Regions from separate parts of the Mus musculus genome. Here all the other regions are linked to region 2. The links are chromatin contacts, called in public HiCAR-type, HiChIP or PLAC-seq and promoter capture Hi-C maps. All regions are on one chromosome and are shown on one strand. The core of a region is the stretch at or near the end of the contact, and the rest is flanking DNA. Distances in the headings are between cores, read along the strand shown.

The links. HiCAR-type assays count read pairs that join an accessible place to other places. HiChIP or PLAC-seq counts read pairs in DNA pulled down with a chosen protein or histone mark. Capture Hi-C pulls out chosen DNA fragments and counts their contacts.
Region 1: a promoter capture Hi-C map of adipose tissue shows a contact between it and region 2. The contact joins the promoter of Papolg here to the promoter of Commd1 in region 2. A contact is called at or near these places in 1 of 39 promoter capture datasets (liver), 2 of 115 datasets of contacts at active chromatin or transcription factors (astrocytes and fetal liver) and 1 of 9 other capture datasets (adipose tissue).
Region 3: an H3K27ac HiChIP or PLAC-seq map of extraembryonic endoderm stem cells shows a contact between it and region 2, with 3 times the contacts expected there. The contact joins the enhancer-like site here to the promoter of Commd1 in region 2. A contact is called at or near these places in 8 of 39 promoter capture datasets (the 3T3-L1 cell line, the C10 cell line, the HPC-7 cell line and 5 more), 1 of 484 Hi-C or Micro-C datasets (LSK cells), 1 of 115 datasets of contacts at active chromatin or transcription factors (extraembryonic endoderm stem cells) and 1 of 9 other capture datasets (pancreatic islet).
Region 4: a HiCAR-type map of kidney shows a contact between it and region 2, with 5 times the contacts expected there. The contact joins the enhancer-like site here to the promoter of Commd1 in region 2. A contact is called at or near these places in 9 of 39 promoter capture datasets (the 3T3-L1 cell line, 3T3-L1-derived adipocytes, cranial neural crest and 5 more) and 4 of 115 datasets of contacts at active chromatin or transcription factors (bone marrow-derived macrophages, kidney, large pre-B cells and 1 more).

The regions. Positions count from the first base shown.
Region 1 is chr11:23,893,588-23,896,716 of GRCm38.p6, reverse strand. Papolg (poly(A) polymerase gamma) reads left to right here and starts at 1,447. Exons shown (of 22, transcript NM_172555.2): 1 at 1,447-1,695. The coding sequence starts at 1,679. Gm12061 (a long non-coding RNA gene) reads right to left here and starts at 2,465. Exons shown (of 4, transcript XR_872317.3): 1 at 2,272-2,465; 2 at 1,857-1,954.
Region 2 is chr11:22,980,629-22,983,556 of GRCm38.p6, reverse strand. It overlaps Commd1 (COMM domain containing 1), which reads left to right and starts at 1,273. Exons shown (of 3, transcript NM_144514.2): 1 at 1,273-1,478. The coding sequence starts at 1,302.
Region 3 is chr11:23,737,194-23,739,937 of GRCm38.p6, reverse strand. It overlaps Rel (reticuloendotheliosis oncogene), which reads left to right. Exons shown (of 10, transcript NM_009044.3): 10 at 1-2,744. Among named protein-coding and RNA genes, the nearest start is that of Rel, 32 kb to the left of the region's middle. Within about 2 kb of position 1,352, at least 1 of the 459 cell types and tissues checked has an H3K27ac peak or open chromatin away from gene starts, as enhancers often do. A contact at or near this core is called in extraembryonic endoderm stem cells, where this site is marked.
Region 4 is chr11:22,196,728-22,199,469 of GRCm38.p6, reverse strand. All of the region lies in intron 5 of Ehbp1 (EH domain binding protein 1), which reads left to right. Among named protein-coding and RNA genes, the nearest start is that of Ehbp1, 89 kb to the left of the region's middle. Within about 2 kb of position 1,254, at least 12 of the 459 cell types and tissues checked have an H3K27ac peak or open chromatin away from gene starts, as enhancers often do. A contact at or near this core is called in kidney, where this site is marked.

The sequences.
Region 1 (3,129 bases), core at 198-2,697, 910 kb before region 2:
AGATACGCATATCAAAGTATTTTTAACGTTTAAAATTGGGACTGTGAATAAGGCTCAGTGGATAAAGCTGTTTGCTGCCAAGTCTGAGGAATCAATTTTGATCCCAGCGACTGAAATGGTGAAAAGGGAGAACAGAACAGACTCTAGAAGTCATCCTCTGACTCCCTGCAGGCTAAAGTAAGTGTACTTTACATTTTTTTCTTAAAGAAAAAGTTCAAGGTTAACGTAAACTTTATTTTAAAGTTCTAGAAGTCACAAAGCTAGCAAATAACAAAGGTGGGTCTGCTTCGAATCAAATCCCAGTCTAGCGACCTCCTGAGCTCCATTTTGTCTTCTCATAACCTACCAAAATCTGTACTCCCAAATCCTGCTAATATACAGAATCCTCTCTTTTAGGAAGCTATTAGTGACTTTCCTCCATGTTTAGATGGTCCTCTTTTGGTCCCCCAATGACAACTGGACCCCATCTGTATTTAAATAGTGTATATATATATTTTCTCATCCACTCGCAATAAACTCTTGAGGATACGAATCTAGTTCCTACAGTGTGTAATACATACTTCTGCAGCAGCAGAATATCACTCATATTTGAAGTTTTTCTCCACCTTTTGATGGGAAAACTCTGAACTTGCTCAGGTCAAACCACAGACCTGCTTTTATGCATCAAACATGGAGCATAAACAAACTGACAGACCAGATTTTCAATAAATACTTTGAGTGAATAAATGAATAATTCAGAAAGTAACCTCCTTTCCCGTGACTGAGTCTCATTCCCCAAACAACCGTGCTTGACTCTTGGGAGAAAAAGACAGGGTTTGAAATTACTTTTATCCTTTAACATTTAAACATTGGTCATTTTCTCCCTCATTTTCACCGTCATAATCACACAGAACATGATTTTCACTATTTGAAAATGTGAGGTTTGGGGGCAGAGCGGTGGAAATCCTTGGGTTTATCTTACGGCTAACTAGTAGCAATTATGTTCAACATCTCAGCTAAATGCCACAAAGTCATAAATTGGGACTTGGAGGTGGTACTCCGAGGGAAAAGAATACAAGTTAAGCTGATTTATTTATAAGCTTTCTTCCCTGGATTGGTTGTGTTAAAGTCGCACCTTCTTGGGTGTGACCCTCGGTGACAAAAATCTTCTCAATGTGTACTTATTAAGTCTATGACTTTAAGATGTGGGATAACGGAAGAGTTAAAATGGTGTTAGGGAAAGCGGTGGTTTTTTTTCTAGATGCTTTTATTGCAGAAACAAGGGGAAATTGACAAATAACCTTCCCAGAGGTTTGCCTGAATTGACAATCCCACAGACCAGGGAGACCTGACACTCTGACAGATGCTTTTGCTGCAAGTCCGCTGAGGTGGGCGGGTCCCGGGAACTCAAGGCTGGGTGGGGGTGTGCCCGAGGGCGGGCCCAGGGCTGCAGGGCGGAGCCGCGGAAGGCGAGAGGCAGCCTGGGAAGTAGCGCCATATTGGCGGTGGCCGCGCTGTATTGTCATAAATAGAGCCGGTTTTGTGGTGTTTTCACTACTCGGTTGAATGCCTCGGCTGTAGAGAGTGGGGAAGTGAGCGAGCTACAAGCGAGCGAAGGGAATTGGACAGAGGAAGGAAGAGAGGGCAAGAACAGGACCCCAAAGCGAAAGACACTCGCTGGAGAGAGACGCAGGAAGCGATGAAAGAGATGTCTGCGTAAGTGGGGGCGGCGGTTGAGGGCGAGGTGGAGAGAGGTGCGCTGAGGTGGGCAGCCCCGGCTTCCAGCCCCTGCGCCTGGCACCCTGCGCAGCCGGCCGGGACCTCTGCTTTCCGCTGCCCTCCACTCCGCAAGGGCATCTCCCCTACCCGGGACTCACCTGGCCGCCCGGCGGGGATTCGGGAGTCGCCGTCAGCCCCCCGCCGCCCGCCTCTGAGGACGCCCCCAGACCAGGATGAGGGGGAAAGGCGCGTGTGGCTGAGGAGAAAAAACGGTCGGTCACTCTCCTGCCCCAGCCGTGTCTGAGCCCGTCTATTCTGTCTGCATTGGCGCAAATACCATCCCCCTGCCTCCCCTCCTCCCGGCCGGACCCGCTATCTTTCAGGTCTTTCGGAGAGGGACTGACCTAGCGGAGCCCCTAGGTTTGCGGTTGCTCCATGAGAAAGGCTAAACCCTCTACCCCGTTCCTTCCCACCGACCCACAATATCTACCGGGCTGTATCTATCCCCTGCTCACACTTTGATAAGTCGGAAGCAGTTTCTGTACTTGTCAAGAATTTATTAGAATTTCTTACCTTTCACTTTATCCGGAAATAATTTCAACGTACAGAAAAATGCACAGAAATACAAAACACCATTTGTGTAGCCACCACCCATTTTTCCCTAAGACTAACATGGGGTGTGTTCTTAGCTCTTTAACCTTTCTTTCTTGAAAAGAAGTCGAGCATTCCAATACATCTGAAGACTCGCCTATCCTTTCTCTGATTGCATTCACGACGCTCTTCCAAGGCCCCAGAGCACTGAGTTTGGTGTTTCTTGTTACTGCATTTTTAATGTTGATAGTACCTATCCCTGTATCCATAAAAACTGTGTACCTGTTTTAAACTGTTTATAGGGTATTTATTATCAGTTACTACTCTGTAGACTGGTTCTTTAGAACATGATCTCTCTGACCTTTTGCTATGTTAATATTTTCATTATTAGTTATTTTTTATTAACTAATGTATTCCGTTTATAAACATAGCCCAGTGTAGTACTTTTAGTGACTATTTTGAGCTATTTAAAAGTTTTTTATAGAATGTCAGTGAGAATTCTATTTACCTATCTTTGTACCTTCAGTAACATTTCTGTAAGGTTTTTTTTTTTTTTCCTTGTAAGTGAAATTCATAACACTTTTTGAGACCTACTTCTTAGAGTTCCTGTTTGGTTTGATTTTATGAAAATCTGTCTGTGCCATGTATTAATCACACACTAATCTTGCTCAGACAACCTTATCTCTCATAGACAGACAGACAGACAGACAGATAGATAGATAGAACTTGAAATAATTAATTGAAGTTTTGTTTGTTCTACAGCAAGATAAAAATGGGAGAGAAATTAGAGTTGGGTTTTTTAAAATACTCCCTTATATTTCATTAAGTCATTTCAAAGGT
Region 2 (2,928 bases), core at 24-2,523:
CTCTGTATAGCCCTGGCTGTCCTGGAACTCACCTTGTAGACCAGGCTGGCCTCGAACTCAGAAAACTGCCTGCCTCTGCCTCCTGAGTGCAGGGATTAAAGGTGTGTGCCACTATGCCCGGGTTTTTATTTTAAATTACAATTAGCTTATACTAATTTTTCCAATTGGGAGCTAATTTACATATTGCAAAACTGTCTTTTAGTGTATACAATTCACTGTGCTTTGGTAAAGGACAAAGCCGTGTAGTTATCACCAGTGGCTGCTCATAGGCATTTTCATCATCTGAAAACAGACTTTGTACCCATTATGTCATTTCCTATTCTTCCCTCCTTCAGTCCTTGACAACTGGATTTTTGTATGGATTTGCTTAATTTAGCAGTAAATAAGATTGTCCAGTTGTCTTTCATGTCTGGCTTCATTCGTTTCACGCATTTTTTTTCTTTTTTTCTTTTTAATTATGTAGGCCTGTCTGTGCACATGAGTACATTGCTGGTGGAAGCTTTCAATTTCTGAGGTTGGAGTTACAGGAGGTTGTAAGTCGCCTAAAGCGAGTGCTGGAAACTGAACTTTGGTCCGCTACAGGAATAGTATACATTCTTAACCATTGAATCTGTCCAGCCCTCATTTAGCACATTTTAAAGGTTCACCTATATTATAGTATCATGCTACACGCTTATTATAGCTGAATATAAGTAAGGGTTTTTTTTTGGGTAATTATGTAGATAAGTATTTACTAATGCGATTCCACTTTAAGAATGAAAATAAGGCTTTGAAAAATAGTGGTTATAGAAATGGAGACCAGACTACTGATAATGGCTAGAAAGACAACGTACGGGTATACACAAAGGAATTAATGCAAGCAAAGAGATCATGTCCTCATGAAGTAGCTACATTTGGGGGGCGTGGGGAAAAGATTATAGAGCTTAGAACTGAGTAGTAGGCACTGCTCATTTAATTGCAAGCTGTAGAATGAGATACAGCCATCGAAGAATTAAGGTGGCATTCTTACGGAGTTACAGTTAGGTATCTCCAGCCAGCGATCGTTCCTTTGAGTGCGCATTTGCACATCGGAGTGAAGAAGGAAACAACAAAAACACAGTGACTCTAAAGGAAACTGAGTGGATTTGGCTGTGGTGGAAGTAGTGGATGTGTGTGGCAGAGCAAACGAGAGAACTGTTTATATCGACTAGTGGAGGAACCCGGCATCGCGTTCCGTGGCTGCCTTTGCCAGCTTTTATGGCCCTTCTCGGCCCCCGTAGCGGACCGGAGCTCAGCCGCTGGGCGGCAGGCCCTCCTTAGCCATGGCGGGCGATCTGGAGGGTGGCAAGTCCCTGAGCGGGCTGCTGAGCGGCCTAGCGCAGAACGCCTTTCACGGACACTCGGGTGTCACGGAGGAGCTGCTGCACAGCCAACTCTATCCGGAAGTGCCACCGGAGGAGTTCCGCCCCTTCCTGGCGAAGATGAGAGGACTTCTCAAGGTACGGTGGTTCCGCCGAGCAGCCCTGCCCTCCTCGCAGCCTCAGGCCCGCCCCCAGCCTCGGGTGCTGCTGTCTTTGGGCGCTCAGCGACCCTCCTGAGCCGTGGAGGTCGCTCTGTTGCGCCCTTGTTTTAGGGACACATAACGGTGAAAACATTGATTTTTTTTTCTCTCCCTCAAGACTTTCTGTGTCTGTAGTATAGATAAGTTTCGAGTTTTTTTCGCCTCGGACTTTGATGTTGCACCGGGCGTTGTAGTGCACTCCTTTAATCTGTGCACTTGGAGAGGCAGAGGCTGGCAGAGAGTTGTGTGAGTTCGAGGCCAGCCTGTTGCACAGAGTTCCAGGGCAGTCAGGGCAATGTGGTGAGACCCTTGTTTAAAGAGAGCGAGAGCGTGCTTGCCAGCTTTCCTGGGTTGTGGAAGTTGGGGAGCGTTAGCATGAGGTGGTTGGTGAGATAAAGGATTGATTAACTGGAGTAAACACCATTAAAGCAGTCGACTCTATGATTTCCAAATGGAACGAAGTATACATCAGACTGTCTCATGAAAACTATTAGAGGGCAACATAACAGGTGAAATTAACTAAAAAGATTTATTTTTATTTTATGTGTATGGGTGCGGTGCCTGCATGTGCACTGGTGGTTGGAACGGTTATAGGCCACCACATGGGTGCTGGAAACCCGGGTCTTCCTCAAGAGCATTATTAGGGCTCTTCTAAGCAGTCTCTCCAGTCCCCCATTCCACCTGGGGTTTGAGATAGGATCTCTTGTAGCCCAGACTAGCCTTGAACTCACGTGTAGTTGATCCACCTTCCACTTCCCAAGTGTTAGAATTTCAAGCAGCTACCACCATCTCCTGCTGTGACCTCTGTGTGTGTGGGTGGCATGGGGTGGGGTACCTTGCACTATCTCACTCTGTGTGGGGGGTGGCGTGTGGGGGGATACCTTGCACTATCACTCTCTACCTATCTTTCCAGACAGAGTCTCTCTCTCACTGTACCTGGAATCCAGTCTCACTGACTGGCTAGAGCAGCCAAGAACTCAAGAGATCTGCTTGTATTTGCTCTCCCAGAGCTTGGGTTACAGAAATAGGGGACCATGCCCAGCCTTTTCATGGGTGCTGGAGAATCAGAACCAGGCCCTAATTGAGCTATCTGCCCAGCTGGCAGCTGGTTCCTGTGACTTTTTTTTTTTTTTCCCCTTGGGTAAGCTGTTATAACTAAAGTGTATTCAAGGTATCTATCATTTATGTAATTACTATTCAATGTATTGTTTTCACAAAGTCTTTATTTTCTGTGTATTGAAGTTTTGCCTGCATGTGTATCTCTGAATGTGTTGGAACTTCTGATGCTGGCGTTACAGACAGTGGTGATCTGTCATGGGGATGCTGGGAATTGAATCTGAATTCTCTGAAAGAATGGCCAGTACACTTAACTGCTGAGCCATCTCTCC
Region 3 (2,744 bases), core at 103-2,602, 760 kb before region 2:
TTTGACGTACACTCTGGCCTAACTGGTGCTGTATAAATAGTAGCTATTTATTAGAAAAGGGGGATAATTATAAAATCATATTTGAGGATATAGTTTTTAATGGGAAAGGTGCTTCACCCTGCAGGAAAAGTAATGATGCCAAGATAACCTGTCCTGTGAGACATACTTCTCTTCTGGTCGACTGCTGCTCTTCCTCCTCCTCTTCTTCCCCCTCCTCCTTCTTCTTCCTCTTTCCTCCTCCTTCAAAAAACTATACAGACACTGGCACATGCTTCATGGTAGAGCATGGCCCTGTGTTTGATACCCAGAATTGCAACAACAACAACAAAATTATAAAACAAAAGTATAAAAACTACCCTGAGGCTCTTTGATACCCAAAGCTGTTCTCTTGGAAATCGTAGTACCACCAGTATAGTATCAGGTAGAAATCCTGCCTCTGTATGGAAGGTTATATCCTACATACCCCAGCGGTACCCCTTGACAGTTTACCATGCATAGACATGTAAGTAGCCTGTATTCATAACATTTTTGTAACTGTATATTGTACAATGTACCCTGTTCCATGTAGAAAATAAGAGGGGAATGGTATTCAACTTTTGTTCTCAAAGATATGTTTCTTTTCTTATGAAGAATCACATATATAGTCAACCACAGAAACATGGACAAACTTTAAGGTATAATTTGAAGAATTTTTGATTATATTAAAACAATGCAACCACTATGCTTGGGACCCCAGAAGTTCTCCGCACCTCCAAACCACTGTTCTGATTTTTGAGAGCCTGCTGACTTCCTATCCTTTTCTTTTGCTAATTAGTTCTCCATTTGGAAAACCTTAGTGTAGAGTAAGTCAGTTTGTTTTACTATGCTGTGTCGTGTTTCCACAGTCTCAGAAAAACTATATTTTTGTGGAGAGACTTAAAATTGGTGATCCAGGTTGTCTAATTGTACCATATCAAGTTTTAATCATAAGTTGGAATATTGAAAGTTTACCATAAGCTGTCAGACAGCATGCAACAAGATAAAGAAGAGAGACTGATTTTAGTCAGTTAGCCTAAATGGACCTGCTGGTCTTCAGAAACTCAGGCAGAAAATCACAAGTTTAAGGCCTGCACAGTCTGCAGAGTGACTTCAAGGGAACAACTTTGTGAGCTCCTATCTCAAAATATAAAGTGGAAAAAAGGGCGTCCTGAGCTATAGTTCAGTGATAGAGCACCTAGCATGTACAGCTAAAGACTCGGTGCCTAACTCCAAAGAACTAAAAACCTGGCCTTCCTACTTCCTAGGGTGTGGTTTGTGCTAAGAAATGTCTGAATAGAAACACCGAGTTAAAGATTGTGTTTCTCATGGGCCCTGATTAGTCTATTATCCAAACATTCTTAACCACTTGATACCCAGAGAGAAAAATCACAGGGTGGATAAACACTTTGGGAGACCTATGAGAAAAGCAGGTTTCTCTTTAGACAAACGTCTTTAAGTTGCCCCATATGGACCTGGCTCTCTCCGAGGACACTTTCTTATCAAGGGAAGTCAGTTACTGGCTTTACTTTTGGTATTTTGTGACTTGATTTCTTTGTGTAAGTTGAGAGTCTTTGGGAGTACTTTAACTCCTGTGACGTTGCCACTGCAGGGTTTCAGGTCTGTTCAGAGGTTGGATGTGCACGGAAGAGGATAGAATGCTTTTGTGTCTAGGAATGGAAAGCCCACGCTATTCTTGGAAGCCCAGCAGTGGGCCATAGGCATGAAGGTGCCACCCAAGTCTATCCAGTTTCATCCCTTGAATATTTAAGCCGAACATCATGGCAGAATTTAAACCTCAAGGTCAACAGTGGATGAGATCAAATCTCAAAAGTGATCAGGTCTGATTGTTTTCATGTCTGTAGAAAGGCCGAAACCCACGCATGTCCTCATCATCTTTTGTCTTTTTGGTTGGCTTTGGGGAGGTTGGGTTTGGTTTGGTTTGGTTTGGTTTGGTTTGGTTTGGTTTGGTTTGGTTTGGTTTGGTTTGGTTTTTTTCCCAAACAGGGTTTCTCCGTGTTGCCCTGGCTGTCCTGGAACTCATGGAAGTCTGCTTCTGCCTCCCAGACTTTATTTATTTTTTTTAGCTTTCAGAACTTTAAAGAATCACAAACAAGCCAGGTGGCACTAACACACTCCTTTAAAACCAGCACCCAGGGGGCAGAGGCAGGCAGATTTCTGTTAGTTTGGGCTGGACACTTACTCTGTAGTAAGTGTCAGGCCAGATGGGGATACACAGAGAAAACTTGTCTCAAAAAACAACAAACCCAAAAACAAACCAATACAACAACAAAAGAATCACAAACAAAATAAAAAGAAATGTTGACTCCTCAACAAATTGAGTTTTTAGCAGCTTTATAATTTTTGGTAAAATACCAAATTTACCTATGGTAATTTTTTTCTAAGCTTCTTTAGCCAAAATGTAACTTCTCATGAGCTGGAGTAAAGTAAGGCTGAGGCATCTTGGGATAACTATGACTTCACTGCTCTTAGTGAAGCAGCCATAGTGATATATCCTGTAGCTCCAATACTTGGAAGGATGAGGCAGGAGGGATGCTTGAGGGAGACCTCAGCTAGTCAGTCACCAGAGAACTTTAAAACACTATTGGCTATGGTTAATAGACCCCTACAAAACAGGGGAATCTTTGCTGTTGTTTTGACCTTAAATTGAATATTGACCTGCCTCTCCCTTCTGAGTACTAGGATTGTAGGCATATGTCACCACACCT
Region 4 (2,742 bases), core at 5-2,504, 780 kb after region 2:
GCGACTGAGGGGTAAAATGGAGATCAGAGAACTGACTTGAGACCCGAGCTGTCTTCTCTGCTCTGTAGTTGGTGCTTCCTAGATTATTTACAGCATTTCTCCCCTACACATCCTTGTTTGTCTCTGTGTTGGTGGACCTGATGACTGAAAACCTCAAGTCAGTCAGAGGGTAGCTTCAATCAGATTATTGGTTTTGACTGATTTTAACTTTTAAATCAAGCAGGAATTGCAAGAATCTAAATTGCCTTAACTACTATTTCTTGATGGACAGGCAAAGTAATTTAATTTATAAAATGACTTTATAACAAGCATGAAAGGATAGATAGCACTGGCATTTCTTTGTGACTGAGGTATAGTAGCACACATCCAGGAGGGTGCTGATTTATAAATGTGTATTCTCAGTGTCTGGTGCAGTCTGGGGTTTAGATACCCTGAGCTTGGGAGAGCTCTTCTTGTAATATGATTACTTTTTATACTATAGGATTTTATTTTTAATGTCTTTGTGTATTTAATTATTTTAAAATTATGATTACTTTTGCTGTATTTAATATGAAGTTTTTTTTTAACGCTCTTTTTCATCCTACCAAAATTTAGCTTGCCATCCCATCAAAATAGATAAATCCAAAAAGCCCATTTTGGATAAGTATAATATTTTCAAAGTTTCTAAGTTGAATAAACTCTTTACTTTCCACTGAAACTTTTTTTTATTGTTTTGAGCCTAAACATGAACAAATTCTTTTTTAAACATATGTGTATTTAAATAAGCAACACTTCATATCTTTTCTTCATAAAGTGAAATATTTCCTTAATGCTAACACAACCCTAGTCACTTCTCTGCCAAAGCAAACAGAAGAATGAACGCTTTATTAATCATCCGTAACTAACGTGGGTACACAGAGAAGAAAATCAAATCTGTTTTTGACAAGAACCTTTTGATGGAATTAGAAAGAGAGAGAGAGAGAGAGGGAGAGAGAGAGAGAGAGAGCGCAAGAGAGCACCGTTCTTTCTCTTCTCCTGAAGAGAGACTTCACCTCCCCGTGGGTCTCTTGTCATTTGTGAACATAAAGGAAGGTTAGGTCTTTATTTTCACTGCTGCACACAAATGGCAACAAGTCAAAACTTGGAAGAACTTTAAATAAAAGTGGCATTCTCCTGCCTCCTCCCTTCCTTCCAGCTCCAGCTCCACATCATAGAGGTGTAGCTTTTCATCCCAGTTCCAGTTCTCTTCTCCTCCGTTGTAGCTCTGAAGGACGCCTATTTAGTGAGTTGGTAACCTCACATAACAGTTACTGCATTTCTGGTTCAGGTTTCACATGCCTGCCTGGAAGCATTTCAAAAATAAAAATAGGTCACAAGGAGGTGTTCTCTGATGATTTCTTCACCCCACCGTCTTCCTTCCTCCGACTCCTCCAGGGTTCAACACTGGTTGCCACCAGGCTCACTGCTGCTCCAAGCTCAGCCTCTCCTATGATCCCGCACTCACTCTCCACACCCACTCTCCGACTTCTCCACAGTCCTCATACTCAAATCTACTTTATATGTATATTTTGAGGCTTCTTTGTTATTAGAGTTTGTATTAATATAGAGTCAGCCTAGGCAAACATTATATTTTCTTCTTAAAGATGTAGAAAATTCACAGAAAAATAAAAATATGCGTTGGCCGGATATTCTGGCACATACTGATAGCCCTAGCTCCTGGGAGGGCCGGGGCTAGGTTTGTGACTTTGAAACCAGCCTGGACTATCTAAGGGCCCTGTGAGAAGACAAACATCAAGAAAAACAAATCTTTATAGGCTCAAGTAATTCCTTCTGGTTTTCCCTTGTTTGGTTTTTCTACTGTGGGTCAGTGGTCTTTGATAAAAACTAGGCTTCCTACCCTTCTTTTATGGGTAGGAATAAGAATTTTGACTTTAAAAAGCTGAAAGAATAGGCAAATAGAGCAGTCTTGATTTTCTGTGCAAACAAATTTACCCTTTCTTTAAAAGACTATTAAAAGCAACGTAACAGAGATGAGTTGTGTTACAGTTGTCTTCTCTGCCCTTCTGCCCCTTCTTGGCTCCTCTGGGCCTGCCCCCTCTGTTCTCGCCATACCGCTTCAAGACAACCCATCCCTCCAGCCATCTTTTCCTAGGAGATAATCTCAATTTAAAATGGTAATCAGGATAAAAATGGAACTCGGCATTTAATTTTAGAATGAACCGTTTACTAGAATATATCAATTACTTCAGAGATTCCTGTACTGATTTTAGTCCATTTTAAACAGCTTGTTTGGGGCCCTGCCTGGAAATAATCATGAAACTGTGTGACTGTCTAAACCTAAGTCTGTCTTCTCAGCATTTTATGAATTAGGTTTGTTAACTTCTGTCACTCTGGAAAGTCGTGTATCTGTAGTTAGGTTGGAATGCCCAATTACACAGCAGGCATATTAGACTGTGGGTCATAAAAATCTGTAACTAGGAGGTATTCCAAGACTGTCGAAAGGCTTGGCCTTCTGAGGCTGCCCAACTGTGCCCTGATGAACTGACTTCTCCTTAGTGTAGAATTTCCTGTTTTCTGCCCAGTCAACTAAAAAATAAGCACGCTTGTGTGTTGACTTTAGTCTCCAGTCAGTCTTACCGGAGTTGAAGGTTTCACTCTTTTTCAGAATATAATAAACAGTATACTGATAAGTTTCTCTTTGTGAAATATTTATTTTCGTGTCACTGTGTTATTTTTCAAACGGATCAATATCATTCCTGATTT